Regions from separate parts of the Sus scrofa genome. Here region 1 is linked to region 2. A link is a contact called in public Hi-C data. All regions are on one chromosome and are shown on one strand. Each heading gives the region's core, a stretch centred on a gene start, on an enhancer-like site or on the middle of the called end of the contact. The rest is flanking DNA. Distances are from core to core; before and after follow the strand shown.

Region 1 (7,694 bases), core at 1,066-3,565, 190 kb after region 2:
GAAAATTTTGTAAGACATTGGAAAATTGGAAGCATTCTGGGGTCTTGATTCTTCTCCTGAAAAGAACCCTATTGTTCTTTATCACTATGTCTGCGAACACAGGTGGGGGCCCATAAGCCAGGGAGGACTCAGAGGACTCAATGACAGCTTTCCCAAATGCCACAGAGGACCTCAGCTTCTGAGATCCCAAAGCTTGGCAGTTCCCACGCAAGGGCACTGAGGAATTACTGAGCAGCCATCCTCGGTGCATAATTTAAAAAGTGGCCTTTTGAGTTCCTGGAAATTGAACCTGTGAGATTTCACACAGTCTTGAACCCTGTCTTCATCTGACTTAGTGTTTTCCAGATTCTGATCTTCATGTCCTCTTCATTTAGGTCTGGACCCCTGGCTAGATGCTGGATGTGGCTTTCCTTCATCAAGCCTAGACCCCATATTTCTAAGCCTGCCTTCCAGATTCAGCTCTCAGTCGACTCATGGGTGTCCCATTCCAGGGTCATCAGTTCAGCATCTCCATCACCAATAAATATTTCCTGGATGACCACAGAAGACAAGGATATAGGATTGAGAAAAAATATATTTGCAAACAGATACTGCTTCCACGTTTCACATAGAATCACGAACCTCCTCCTCCTTTTGTCATCATCATCTTCCCCACCATCAACACCATCCAAACAGATATGGATCGCTTATGATTCAGCTGGGCTAAGAGCTTCAAATTTGATATATCATGTAAGCTTTATCTCAAGTCTATGAAGAGAGCTCTGTTATCATCCCCATTGCACAGATGAGGAAATTGAGGTTTAGCTTGCTCAAGACTAAGCATCTGGGGAGTGGCAGATCTGACAATCATATCAAGAGCATGTACCTTATCCATTAGACTCACTACTGCTCATAATTTTCTACTTCTCCATATCATCTTACTTTTCGTAGCCCCCCCCAAAAAAGTTATAAATTCCCCTACAGGTTTGGGCTAGGTATACAGTAAGTGCTCACCAAATGTTCAATTGGATTGAAACAAAGGAGCCCTGAGCTCATGGGTGCTCACAGTTGCATGAAGAATCCATGGGCCCCACAGATCCTGCTTTTGAGGTTTTATCTTGGTCACTTGTTCATCAGTTTGTGTCGTTTAATCAGCCGGCCAACCTTGTGTTGTGTGCACTAACACTTTTGAAGCCTCAAGCCCTGGCCCACTGTGACCCAGGGAGGGGAGAAGCCCAGGGTAAATTGCATTATTGGCAACTCTACTTTGCCCACAGCTGGAGAGAGAACGCTGAGGCTAGGATCCTAGGAGGCTGCCAGCTTGACTCGGTGTCTTGGCATCCTTAGTGATTGTCGTGGAAAAGCTGAATCCAGAATGAACATCTGCCCAGGCTCGTCAGAGAGGAAACAGCTTTTGGTTAGCTAATTAATCGCTTTTTCATCTGCATCAGATGATTCCCTTTTAGCATGGTGGGTTGAACACAGGGGCCTCAGAGCCTGGAGTCCCTCTTTTTACCTTTCTTAGGTAGTGCTTGTAGGTCGTTGTACCTCCTAGTACAGATGCCATCCTGCATGACTGGGGCTATTAGAAGAAGAGGACCTCACATCTGTGTGGGCTAACTCAGGGATTGGCTTATTCTTCCTTAAAGGCATGGGCATCAGACCTGGAGGCCTTTCTAGTCCATGAGTTTGGGGACTGGGACCCATATGTGCCTCTCACTATCCTCAGATGATCCCACCTGTGATGTCGCAGTGTTCTTCATGCTTGTGAGGGAGACTTAATATCGGGGCTGACTGCATAATTTGTGGGGTCTCTTGTTCAGAGAGTAGGAAAAAGTGCTGTGAGAGATACACACTAATAGTTTTTCCTTTGTTTCCTGCAGCCTCCCTCCCTCTTGACTTGTCATGGCACTGTTTATGTACTGTTTAATGGCATTCCAAGAAAATAGTCATTTAAAAATTATCTGCGTGAACTTTACCATTCATCTTTATATTGTGCAATGCCTCTTTGAAGTACAAGGGCATTTAACTCTCATGTGTCATCATGAAATTACATGATGCCTATTTCAGAGCTCATCCTATTTAGTTTTTTCTAGTCGGGTGGAAATGCTACATAAAGCTCATTCAATTGTTTCAACTTCATTTCTTGATACAGGACATTTTACCAACACTCTGTCCTCAGCTTACTGAAAAAAGGACTGCTGGTTGCTCTATGAGTCGCTGTCCTTCTATGTCAACGAGTGTGTGCGCGTGCGTGTGTGTATAGAGTATGGACAGTCCCCAGAGGCCACCCCAGAACTTGCTTTGAATGCAGAAATAAGGCACGGGTGTTCTCTAGAAACACAAATGCCATCACATCCTTTCCTACTCATGTTACTTCCCTGCACTATATTAAGATTGGGTTGGAATGTGCCTTTCTAGAAGCATCGTATATTTTTTAAAAACCCACAAAACCTTTGACCCTTTTTCCACTTTGTCTTTTCCATTATGCTTCCTCACAAAAGAGGTCTCTATAGGCCTTGCAGATGTTCACTAGAAAATCTTAGACCCAGAATATACACTCACTCCCATGGCCCAGTGGTATAGGAATTACATAATTCTTGATTAAAAATAACGTGTGTTTGCCTTTGCAACATCACTGGAGTTTTCTGGAGGATGTGTGCCCTTGTGTGTGGGTGGCGAGTGTGTGTTGTGTCTCGGTGAGGTTTAGATGGCGTGGGCGACATTTGTTCGTGTGTGTGTGTGTGTGTGTGTGTGTGTGTGTGGTTTTTGTGGCACATGTTTTGTGTGTCTGTGAGATTTGTACGTGGGGTTTGTGGTGTGTTTATCTATGTGTGCCATGTGAAATGAATATTAGTTTAAGTTTTCTCAGCAAACTTTTCCTCTGGGCTGGAGAGCGCAGATCTTTTGCTTTCCCCTGAAACGCCAGTCTGTTCTCATGTTCTTCTAAGTAAAATAACAGGCAGTTTTCTGACATTCACAAACAAAACCCAGTGGTTTTTATCTGAGTCAAGTGCTCCCTGGGGCTTTGTTTTTTTTTCCCTCCTCCTTCCTGTAAATCCATTTTATGCGTTGGAGTTAGAAGATGACATCTTGTTACATCATGTTAGACAGCACCATAATTTTTTCCAGCAAACCATTTCCAATCTGGTGAAGCAGACAGAACTGAACAAAGACAGACAACCCAGCATAAATAAAGGATCAGCTCACGGCCTCCTGCGGGACGGACTCAGGGAGCCTTGTCCCCAAATCCCAGGCCAACTTGCCGTTTTACGTTTTAACGCTTAAGACTGGAAGGGAGAAATCTATCCAGGCACACAGCCCTCCCCGTGACAGTGTGCAGCCTCCCTCTGCAGGAGATGAGGGTGCCCAGTGGGGGAGGGGTGCACATACGGGGGAGGGAGCAACCAGCAAAACCGAAGGCTTTGCCTGAGGTCCTGTCCGTACCATGCACAGGTCAGGCCAATCTTTTGCTTTCCAGCCGCAGCTGCTATTTATAAGCCCGTCTATTTGCCATTCTGCCTCTGACCCCTGCGGTCAGCTCAAGACCTGTGTTTAAAAAGAGCTGTTCTGTGCTCAAGTTCAAGCCCACCACGGCAGCTTTCCTCCACAGTCTGAGATCTGAAACTCTGTGATGAGGGCTCCCCAAGTGCCCTCCCCACAGACCCACATGCCATGTATCAGATTGGGTGTCTGGCTTCCCTCACCCCTTGTGATGGGTTGGTACCGGCAGCCTGTGCTGTGGCCAGAATTAGTTCTGGGTGGGGAGTGGTGCTGTGTCTCTCCCATCTTATTATGGGTGATCTGCCAGAATGTTCTTTCCAAACATCTCATCATACTGACTGGCTCGAAAGCTGTATGGCCTAGGTAACTATGGCCCCAAACAGAGATCTACAAAACCTATTAGAAAAAAAATAAAAGATGACAGGATTTAGAACCAGATGATCTAGGTCAAGCCGCAGTTCTAAGCTGTGTGAGGCTGGGCAAATAGTTAAATTCTCTGAGCTTCCTCTTCTTTTACTCAAAGAGAGTGCCTGCCTGCCAGGGATGCTGTAAGCACTAAAATGAAACCATGCATGTGTGCAAGAAGTCTGGAAACTTCTCGACTCTCGTATTCATTATTTCAACTTCTCACACTTTTTTTTTTTTTTTTTTTTTTTTTTTCCCTTAGGGCCCCACCTGTGGCATAGGGATGTTCCCAGGTTGGGGGTCAGATCAGATCTACAGCTTCCAGCTTCCAGCACAGCCACAGCAATGCCAGATCTGAAGCATGTCTGCGACTACACCACAGCTCATGGTAATGCCAGATCCCTGACCCACTGAGCGAGGCCAAGGATCAAACCTACATCCTCATGGATACTAGGCAGTTTCGTTTCCCTGAGCCACAGCAGGAACTCCTCAACTTCGCACTTTTCAAAAGGAACATGGCGAGGAATGAAGGCAGGAAGGAACCGAGGTGTTCTGGAGACAACAGAGAAGACACCCAGGTGTGACTCAATCACCCAGCAAAGAGGGGTACGAATTAATTTTTTGTTTTTTGTTTTTTTTTTGTTTTTTGCTTTTTTAGGGCCACACTCACAGCATGTGAATGTTCCCAGGCTAGGGGTTGAATTGGAGCTACAGCTGCCAGCCTCTGCCACAGGCACAGCAACACCAGATCCAAGCAGTCTGTGACCTACACCACAGCCCATGGCAACGCCGGATCCTTAACCTACTGAGCGAGGCCAGAGACTGAAACTGTGTCCTCGTGGATACTCCTCAGGTTGGTTACCACTGAGCCATGACGGGATCGTCAAGAATTATTGTTTTTTTAATTAAAAAAATATTCTGGATGAAAATGTAGGATGGTATAAGTATAGACTATAAATTTAATACAAGTCAATAAAGATTAATTGAACACATGCTACATGGCAGTCAATATTGTTGACACCAGAGATACTAAGAAAAATAGACAAATAATTAAAAGAGGGTGATATTTATCATGAAATTGGGAAAAAAGATCAATACAGAAGAGAATCCAGAACTCAAGCTCATCAGTTTGCTATGTGATAAATAAAAGAATAGGAAAAGATTCCCTCAGTGAGAATTACTGGTCATAAATTTGGAAAATGACTTATTTAGAAGAATACTTTATATTGCATCATAAAGGAAACTCCAGTTGGGCAAGAATTACATGTAAATAGGCAAATTATAGGGCAAAACCACCAAAAAATCAGTATAAAGGCTTTACAGATTTTGAAGCAATAAAGGAAACCATCAAGACTTGACAGGCACAGATAAATAGTTTAAGAGCTTTAAAACAATGGAAGATGTTAACTCCAATGTAACATGCCAAGAGAAGGCTGGAGAATTTTTTTTTTGGGGGGGGCACCTTTTTTAAGGGCCACATCTGTGGCACATGGAAGTTACCAGGCTAGGGGCCGAATCAGAGCTGTAGCTGCCGGCCTACACCACAGCCACACCAACAGTGGGATCTGAGACACATCTATGACCTAAACCACAGTTCATGCAAGGCTGGATCCTTAACCCACCGATCGAGACTATGGATCAAACCTGCATCCTCAAGGATACTAGTCAGATTCGTTACCACTGAGCCACAGTGGGAACTGCTGGGAACTGCTGGGGAAATATTTTTATCAAGCACGGCAAAGAATACATACTGATACTTTGTAAGTTACTCATTAGAAATATAAAACAAAATATTAAGATCTCAATCCATGAATGAATAAAGAAGATAAAAGCAAATATAGAAGAGAAACAATAGATTGCCTATAGACTGAAGGGAAAAAAGTTTACCTTTAGAATTAAATAAATGTAGGTTAAAGCAACATTGAAATATCAATTTACATTTTTAGATCAGGAGAGGTTAAACTAAAATGTAACATCCAGTGCTGTGACACTGTGAGTCCTACATGGTGAAGGAGGCTGGAGAACTCTACTTTACTGGTGGGGATCTGAATTGTTATAACCCATTCTGAAAGTAATATAGGACAAGGCATCTCAAAATCCACAAATATATTCCAACCCGGTGAACTAGATCATACCCTCCTATCAATTTATCCCAAAGAAAGAAATCAACAAGAAAAAGCTCTATGATTGATGTTATTTCATTTTTGTATAATAAACAAAATTGATAATAAATTGAAGTTTCACTGAAAGGATACAGTACAGAAAAATATGACTATGAAACCTAAGAATACTATGCAGGAATATAAATGTAGTATAACTTTTAAAAATGGTGTATCGTGAAGTTGTACTTGTACATCAACGATACTTCAATGACAAAAAATATATTGTGGGAGTTGCATTGTGGTCTAGGATTCTGCACTTTCACCACTGCAGCCTGGGTTCAATCCACGGTCTGGGAAGTGAGATCCCACGTTAAACTGCTGAATGCTGTGGCCAAAACAATTTTTTACGTTGTATAAAAAAGAATACTCTGCAGGTATTAAAATAACGATAATAAAAGTTGATGTATAGGAAATATTTATGATAAATGACAAAAATGAGAATATAAAATTTATCATTGTATCGATATAATGATTACAATTTATGTAGAAGGAATTTTCTGCTTTAAGAAAACATGCAGAAGTATGAATATATCTGAGTTAGGGTATCAAGTTGTTACTTTTTAGAATAAAAAAGAATGTTTCCTTAACTTTGTTATATTGATTTTTATTTTGGAAAAAAATATTAAAAAGAACCAAAAGCCCTCCCCACATTGATGTGAATTTAAATTCCTCTCCAGCTCTTAATACTTCTACTACCTTGACCTGTTCCTTGTAGACAGATCCCTCATTGCCCATCCCAAACTCTATTACAGGGCAGTTTCTGAAGGAGGTTTTTGTGTCAACACTATCCTGGCAGAAAGCAAGAAAGGAGATGTTTTCTTCCTATCACAATGGTTCCCAAATTTCCCCTTTCTAAATTCATTGTTTTTAAAAATTACTTATTTTTTGGCCAAGGCCACAGCATGTGGAAGTTCCTGGGCCAGGAACTGAACCTATGCAACAGTAGCGACCCAAGCTGCTGCAGTGACAATGATGGATCTTTAATCTGCAGCACCACAAGAGACCATCTTCTTTCTATTCTAGAGCAGCATCCCTCTTGGTCCTCAGTGCCCACTGAGAACAGCATAGGCATTCATCCTTTGTAACGTGCTCAGCTGTTTCGCTAGCGTGAGAGGGAAGCACAGATTAGTTGATAAGAAGTACGAAGTCTCAGCATTAGCAATTAGCTTGAAACAGTGGAAAGAGAACTTCAGAAGGAATTAAGCCCTTTCCTTCATTTCTCTCCCTTCTTAGGAAAAACCCTCAAGTCTCCATTCTTTTCTGTAGGTTGAGCTGCAATTCAATTCAGCATCATTTAGTACCAGCATTTTTTAGTTCCAAGCCCATGGCTTTCATAGATAAGACATGGCCCCTGGTCTCAAGGAGCTTGATATCCAGTGGGAAGACAGATGACACCAAATTTTCCCTATATAAATATGCTAAGTCCCAAGTCTGGCATCTGAGAAACATAAAGAGGGTGCTGGCCCAATCTGGAAATTCAGAGATGGCATGAGGCAGGGTTAGCTAGGGTGAGGTGGGGTCAGGTAAGGTGGGGAGGGAGGAGGTGGAGGATGCTTGGGACAGAGGCAATAGCATTAGCAAGACCAGTCTGAATGACAGCAAGCATGATGAGCTTAAGGAGAACTACTTTTCAGCTCCCCGCTG
Region 2 (7,367 bases), core at 855-3,354:
AAAAAAAAGGAGAACATCTGTAAGATATTAACTGCAGTGCCTTTGTGATGGTGAGAGTTAGATGGTAGAAAAGTCTCCTTTTCGACCTTGGATATCTATCTTAGGGACTCTCAATAACTGAGTTGTGGAAGGGATATACCACGGAGAAGGCAGTAGTGAGTGGCCAAGGATTAGATATATGCATAACAACATGATGACAGGTTAAAATTACAATAGAGTTATCACAGTTCAGGCATACAAAAATGAATCGGGCAGCCATTGAGGATCTGGTCTCAGATATGTCTGAGAACTGGAACTTTCTTTGAACTATACCAGACCCAAGAATACCACCAGCCATATTCAGTCCTACACCTGCCAGCTGCACCATTGTGGTCTCAAGGTCTCTCCCTGTAACTATGCAACCACTTCGGATCCCAACCAACCCTTACTTAACAAGCACCCTTGCTTCTTGCCAGCTCCAATTGTAATTCTTGATAAACAACTCATGTAACTAGCTGTAACCCTGCAGTTTTTACCCTTATAAACCTCCCCCATTTTGTAGTCTGGCAGAACACAATTCAAGTGCGTCCTGAATGCATGTTTCCTGAACTGCGGTCCTAATAAACCCCACACGAACACCATCTTATTTTAATCAAGTCTCCTTTTCTAAAACTTGGGTTAACAAAGAAGAATTATTTTAAAAGCAAAATGCAAAGTGAAAAAGCAAGAAACAATGAGATATCTAATAGGCCCATTTGTGTAAACTTAAAAATAATGGACTATAAAATATCACAAAAACTTTACAGGAACACATAGAAGCAAAAAAATACAAGTATATCAGAATGCCTATGCAAGGAGGAAGAAATGGAACTAGGGTACAGGGAAAAGTGGAATAAATAAAAAATAATAAGAGAAGGTTTGCCCCAAACCAATGACAATGTCTTGTAAACTGAGGAGTATGATTAACTCAATCCTCTGGATCCCAGGTATTCATTAAGTAATAAGTGCTCTTAAATAATTAACAGACATGAGAAAACACAAATCAGGCCCTTTAAAAATAATTGCTGCTCCCCCTACTGTTAAACCTAAATTAGCTATCCTACCTTTTCAAATAATAGCACATTTAGAAGGGAAGAGCTAACAAAATTTTTGAGGCAGGATTTAAAGCTCAATCATGGAACATCACAATTTTAACACATCGTGGGATGGGGAGGAGAGGAGATGGTGCGTCTTGGACAGTAATACCTAATTTAAACTGGAAAACCACAAATTCTGATGGTGAGACTATCTAGATCTCTGGTTTTTATGTGCATCATTTTAGTTTTGGGTTGTGGATCAACTGAAACCTGGCAAAATATTTTACAATTTAGAAACAGCTTTGCCGTGACAGCTCATGTGTGACCTTTAATTTTCACATATGAATCTACAACAGACCTTTACTGAAGCCATCTTCACCTGCAAAGGATTTATATCCAGGTCTATTCTCTTCATTTTCTTTTTAAAATTTTTACTTTGCAACATTTTTATAAACCTGAAATTATTCAAAGTACCAAAATGACTTCTAGTCCGCTTCACCCAGCTTCCCCAAATGTTAAGGTCTTACAATGACAGTACAACTAAATACACCAGGAGATTAACACTGATGCTTTACTATTAGCTAATCTATTGATCAAATTTTATCCAACTGTGCCAATCCTTTTTCTGGTTCAGGATCCAATCTAGGAACCAATGTTGACAGTTATTTTCTGGAAGGTCACTCAATTTGGATTGTCTGATGTTTCCTTGTGATTAAATCCTAGTTATACTTTTGGCATAAGTACTTCAGAAGTGATAATGTGCCCTTCTCAGTGAACCACGTCAGCATCCAGTACCTTATTTTAATACAAACTGACGCAACATGGATGGGCAACATTCACTTCCTATGCACACATCACTGTGGTTTGTGTTCCCACAACATTCACAGGTTATTGTTTTATTTTCTCCCAGTCATCTGTTCTTTTTGTTTGTTTTTAGCTTTTGTTTTTGCCATGGGGTGCAGTGGCTTGATGTGGGATCTCAGTCCTGAGACTAGGGAATGAACCTGGGCTGCAGTGCTGAAACTGCCAAACCCTACCCACTTAGACCACCGGGGAACTCCCTCTCCCAGGCATCTGAACTCTGGGATTTGATGACAATGTATACATTGTCTCCATTCTCTAAATTCCACAGCTCTAACTTCTCTTACAGCATTAACCATTCTTCTAGTTTATACGAAGTGTTTCTGTCAACATCATATTTCTTAGATTACATCATATACTCCTCTAGGCAGGCTACATGTCCTTCTCTGTATTCTCCATTGCTTTGGCACACTATTCATACAAATATCTGTTAGAGAAATGATTCCTCTGTGTTATGAAGATGTGTTATGAAGACGAAGAAGAAAAAACAAACACACTAAATGCCAAACAGTACTTTCTCACATAATAACCTCATGAGGTAGGTATGGAGATCCAGGTTAAGGAAATGTGTACAAGGTTACAAAGCCAGTAAGAGACAATGTGATAGTTTTATTTATTTACTTATTTTTTTCAATGTGACAGTTTTAACATAGGTCAATCTGATTCTAAAGCCCTGGGGTTAGTATCAAGAATTTAATATAGGGAGACAGTTCAGGATTTCTCATTTTCAGTTGGGTAAACTGAAGATCAGAGAGATTAAGTAATTTTTCAAAGAGGCTTAGTGTTGGCTGAATAAAAGGACTAAATTTAGAGGCCAGGTTTCCTGCCTCCCAGCTTCAGTTAGCTCTTTCCATTGCATAAAAGGAGTGTAGCACAGGTCCTCAAAATGTATTTTGGTATTCTTAATAAGCACCATTTTTAAAAGTTAAAATCTGGAAGAATATAATTGGTCTTTACATTATCTTCCTAAAAGTCTCTCAAAAAGTTAGGTTTGGCAGCAAAAGCCTTTTAAATAAACTTAAATATCTTAATTTTATTACACTGCAAATATAACTAAAATTCTTTCCATTTCTGAAACATATTACCAACCAAACATCAATTAATCGACATTTACCCACAGCAGAAGCAGCACGCTGTTCTAATTGAGAACGTGTTCAATGGGAAAGGCTATGGTATATTTTCTCGCATGTATTTCTGAACTGGAAACGCTTTCCATTACTCTTCTAGGTATGGTTATGAATACCTAATTCTACACCAGAGAATTAGGGACTTGCATGGGAACTTTTAAATGGTTCCTTCATTGACCTGTAATAAAGTGAAAAACAGTACATGGTCTATCACATTCCTAGAGCAAACTAGCTTATCTTTTATTCCAGTGACTGTACATTGCCTGGAGTAAATCTGCTACCTAATATAAAAAACCTCATTTTTAGTAAAATATCTCATATCCAGCCTGACAAGGAAAACTAAAGGTTTATAAGTGAGTAAGATGGCCATATAAATGAGTATTCTCTTGTGGTTCATTCATCTCTGTCTATAGTTTTATCTCTGAGGTGGTGCTACTATCCATTATTCTCACGGAAACCCATTAGTGACTCTTGGGGCAACACTGCCTTTTCTCTCTAAAGGAATAGGAATACTCTGTTACACCTGGCTCATCTTGAGTTACGGTATGACTTTGGGTCTCTCTGACTTGACTCTCTTCAAGTCTCTCTCTAGATTTGGCCTCCACCTTTCTTAATCATAGGTATATATACAAAAACACTGCCCACATTGAGGAAGTTAGCAAAGGCAACTTGATAGCAAAATACATTCAATAAGACTCACACAGAAACACTAGCTTGCTCATTTTAAATTAAGGCTAAACTTACATCTCAGTGTATCTTTCACTCAAAAAAAAAAAAAAAATCAGCCCAATCAACTTAAGCTATGTGTCCCATATGCTGCTATAGATGAAGCTTATTAGAGCTCGCTTAACTCTGTGTCTTGCGGGGTGGGGGTGGGTATCCTGGACTTAAGTTCCAAAGTCAACGTTGGTTTCAAAGCTGAACTAAGCTGTTCCTGCTCTTGGGGAGACATCCCAGAGGAGACATCATTCCTGATCCTACTAGTGTCTACAATGGCTTAAAAGTAGTCATATTATCAGCTCTAGACCCCCGTGAATATACTGAAAAAAGAACCCATGACATATGTCCCAGTCATCTGGGGCCGTCAGTGATAATGGCAGCAGACTGGCCAGAAAATTGGATGCTCACGTTTCTTACTGGATCTGAATTACAAGCTCAGTTGTATATGATCCTCAGTCACACAGCTGAGAAAAGAGCTGCATGAGTTACTTATCCAAGAAACACAAAGTGGAACGCCACTGCTATTTTAAAAAGTCACTGCAGCAGATCTATTTATAGCCAACAAGCAGCTATAAGTCTATAAGTCCTGGGGTGATGACTTGAGCTACTTTCTATTTTATGAAGCAAAAGAACAGAGTAATTTCAGGACCCTCTGGGAATTATGTTCATTTCAATAAAAACTTCAAATGACTTGGAAAGCCTTGATCAAATTAATCCCTATCCTCTAATTGCCTAAAGAGGAGTAACAGAAGTCTCTGCATGGTGGCCATGGTGGAGGCTGAGGGTACACGACAGAGGAAAAACTCTAATCTCACTGGGTCATTGACGAGACTCGTGGGTATGCTTGGGCTGAGAATTACTTAATTCTATTCAGCTGGTCTAGAACAAGACAAATTTTTGGCGTTCATCAAAAGGAACAGATGAACAATGGTTTTCTACATTAAATCTTTGTTGGCCACCCTGCAGAACATTTCTAGCTTGACGAGTATATAAAAATGGTGGCACTGATGAATAGAAATGGAGAAGTTGAGGAGAAAGTGAGAAGTTTGGTATTAGAAATTTTATACATGTGGTGATAGAGACATATCTAAAAACAATGTCTCTGCTTATTGGCGATCCAGGTAGGTCAGACCTGGGGAGACAGGTCAATCAGAAGCATACATTTGCGGATCATTAGCAAACAGATGATGGTGGCAGTCACAGCACTGAGAGATACTATACTGAGAAGAGAGCTGTCTGCAAAGGACAAAACTTTGGGAAATGGTCTTTCCACTGGAAATCAGAAAAGGAAAGGAAGCCAGTAAAGGAGACCCAAAAGGAGAAAATGGCTGTGAGGAAAATCAGCAAGATGTAAAGGTAATAGCACACGTGTGTAAAGGAAAGTGCAGGATACAAGGGACCAGGCCTTAAAGCACTGCCACCTGCATTTCTGTAGAGCAATCACTCTGACGACAGGTTTGGGTCACTGAGTGGAAGGAAGAGCCTTGGTTTTGCCAGGGCAGCAGCAGCCTCTTGGTTATCTTTTTTCCTTTTTTTTTTATGGCCACATCTGCAGCATATGGAGGTTCCCAGGCCAGGGAGTGAATTCGAGCCACAGCTGTGGCAACGCTAGATCCTTTAATTCACTGCAGTGGGTTGGGGATCGAACCCACATCTCCTCAGTGACCTAAGCTTTCGTCGGGTTCCTAACCCACTGTGCCACAGCAGGAACTCCTTGGTTATCTCCCGATTAACCTCCCCTCAAGATTTTGAGGAGTGAAAATGTGAACTTGGCATTTAAATTGGCACAAAGATAATTAAGAGGACCTCATATGACAAAAGATTGTGCTCATCCATATTTCTACCTGGCACCATCTGGTTCATTCTGAATGTCCACTAAAATTGCTACAGATCTTTCTTTAAAGGTGGAGATTCAGAGCTAAAGGGGAAAGGGGGGATGTGTATTTCACTCTAAGAAGTGAGATTTGTTACCGATGAGGAAAATAGCTTTCAGAATTATTTAAAAATTAATTTTGCTAGGCTGAAATTGCCTTAAGTATCTACATATTTTAGACATTTAAACTTTTTTAACCATGAAAGCAATTCCTAAGAATAGCAATACACAGAGAAATCTGGAGCAATAAATACACTAAAATGTGACATGCAAATTGGTCTGCTTTAGAATAAATCTGCATAGAGTGTCCTGCAGTGGTACATTTTACAAAGAGAATTAAAGCCATGAAATTAACATTTTAATGAACCAGACAGACTACTGACGTCAAGACTACTTGCTGATTGCAGCGTCCAGGTGGCCTAATGAGATGAAAATGAAGTTTATACCTTAGCTAGTCTAGGCTAGGGCTGTTTGGAGATTATGATTGAATTTAAATTAGAAAATACTGCTGTGTGCAAACATGTTTAGGCTAGCAAGTAGTCTTTGCAAACCTTGGCACAATAAAAGATTAATTTAAAATACTTAAGGCTTCCTCCCACCCTTACCACCCACGCACCTATGCTGGTCTAACTTTTTCTAAGTACAGCCCTAAAACCTGGGAAGTAACCGTACTTTGGAAAACAGTAAAACAGCTTTGTCAGAAGATCCATCTTAACTGTATTATAAGGCCATGAAATATAAGAATGAAAGGGGCTGAGCAGAGAGAGAGGGAAGCCTCCCATTTCTGTGTCAACATTAAGCACAGGGAGCCCTGGAAACACCTTTTGCAATGCAGGAAGCTCTAATTTTGTGGGGAAATTTGAGGCTGAAATTGATCCCCTGGGGACTCTTTAATTTTGTCCCCTAAAAACAAACAGTATGATACTATTAGCTTTTGTGTGTAAAAATTCTTCAAATATTTAGAGCAGAGGTTGGCCAACTATGGGCCAATTTCACCTACATTTGTGCAGCCTGTGAGCTAAGAATTTTTTTTCTTCCATTTTTAAATGGTTGGAGAAAAAAATCAAAGACATGTTTTATGACATGTGAAAGTCATGAAACTCAAATTTCAGTGTCCATAAATAAAGTTTCTGTGGAACACAGACCCTATTCACTCGCACTCACAACAGCAGAGGTTGCGAAAGAAACCATATGGGCCTCCCGGCCTAGAATGTCTACTATCTGGCCCTTTCCAGAAAAGTTTGCCAAATCCTCTCTTAGTCTTCTCTAAGCTCAGAAGTCATAGGCTAAAGAACACAGGAGAGACTGCCAGGCTGCCGATGTGCTGTCCCCTGCAGGGTGCCCAGGCACGGGAAGGACAGCGGAAGGGTCCCACTGCTGTGACACGTTATTTCAGTTCTGCCTGGGCCCGAGCTAGTTCTATGGTCCTGACCAGCTGGAAGGATGCTTGGACACACAGGCTCCTCTCCACCCAGGGATGCGAGAAGAACCTTACTGATGCGTATTAGTGATCACCATGGCTTCTAATCAATACAAAAAGCAACCTGCCCGGTTCCTCCATAACCTGCAATGCCACTCCCCAAAGATAATCATTTCCAACACTTGAGCTGTTTCTGCTCATGTTTATCTCCATATAGCTACGTAAAATGCCGACACTGACATTTCCTCAGTATCTTCAAACCTTTCCTGATACCTATCAACTTCCTACAATGAAAAATGAGGGTTTTGCTC

What was found. Hi-C and Micro-C count contacts between places; a contact is called where the count stands out from the background.
Region 1: a Hi-C map of fetal heart ventricle shows a contact between it and region 2, with 1.7 times the contacts expected there. The contact joins two enhancer-like sites. A contact is called at or near these places in 2 of 47 Hi-C or Micro-C datasets (fetal heart ventricle and heart right ventricle).

What each region holds. Positions count from the first base shown.
Region 1 is chr3:108,908,761-108,916,454 of Sscrofa11.1, forward strand. No RefSeq gene overlaps it. Among named protein-coding and RNA genes, the nearest start is that of LCLAT1, 99 kb to the left of the region's middle. Within about 2 kb of position 2,316, at least 22 of the 83 cell types and tissues checked have an H3K27ac peak or open chromatin away from gene starts, as enhancers often do.
Region 2 is chr3:108,720,072-108,727,438 of Sscrofa11.1, forward strand. All of the region lies in intron 4 of LCLAT1 (lysocardiolipin acyltransferase 1), which reads right to left. Among named protein-coding and RNA genes, the nearest start is that of LCLAT1, 90 kb to the right of the region's middle. Within about 2 kb of position 2,105, at least 3 of the 83 cell types and tissues checked have an H3K27ac peak or open chromatin away from gene starts, as enhancers often do.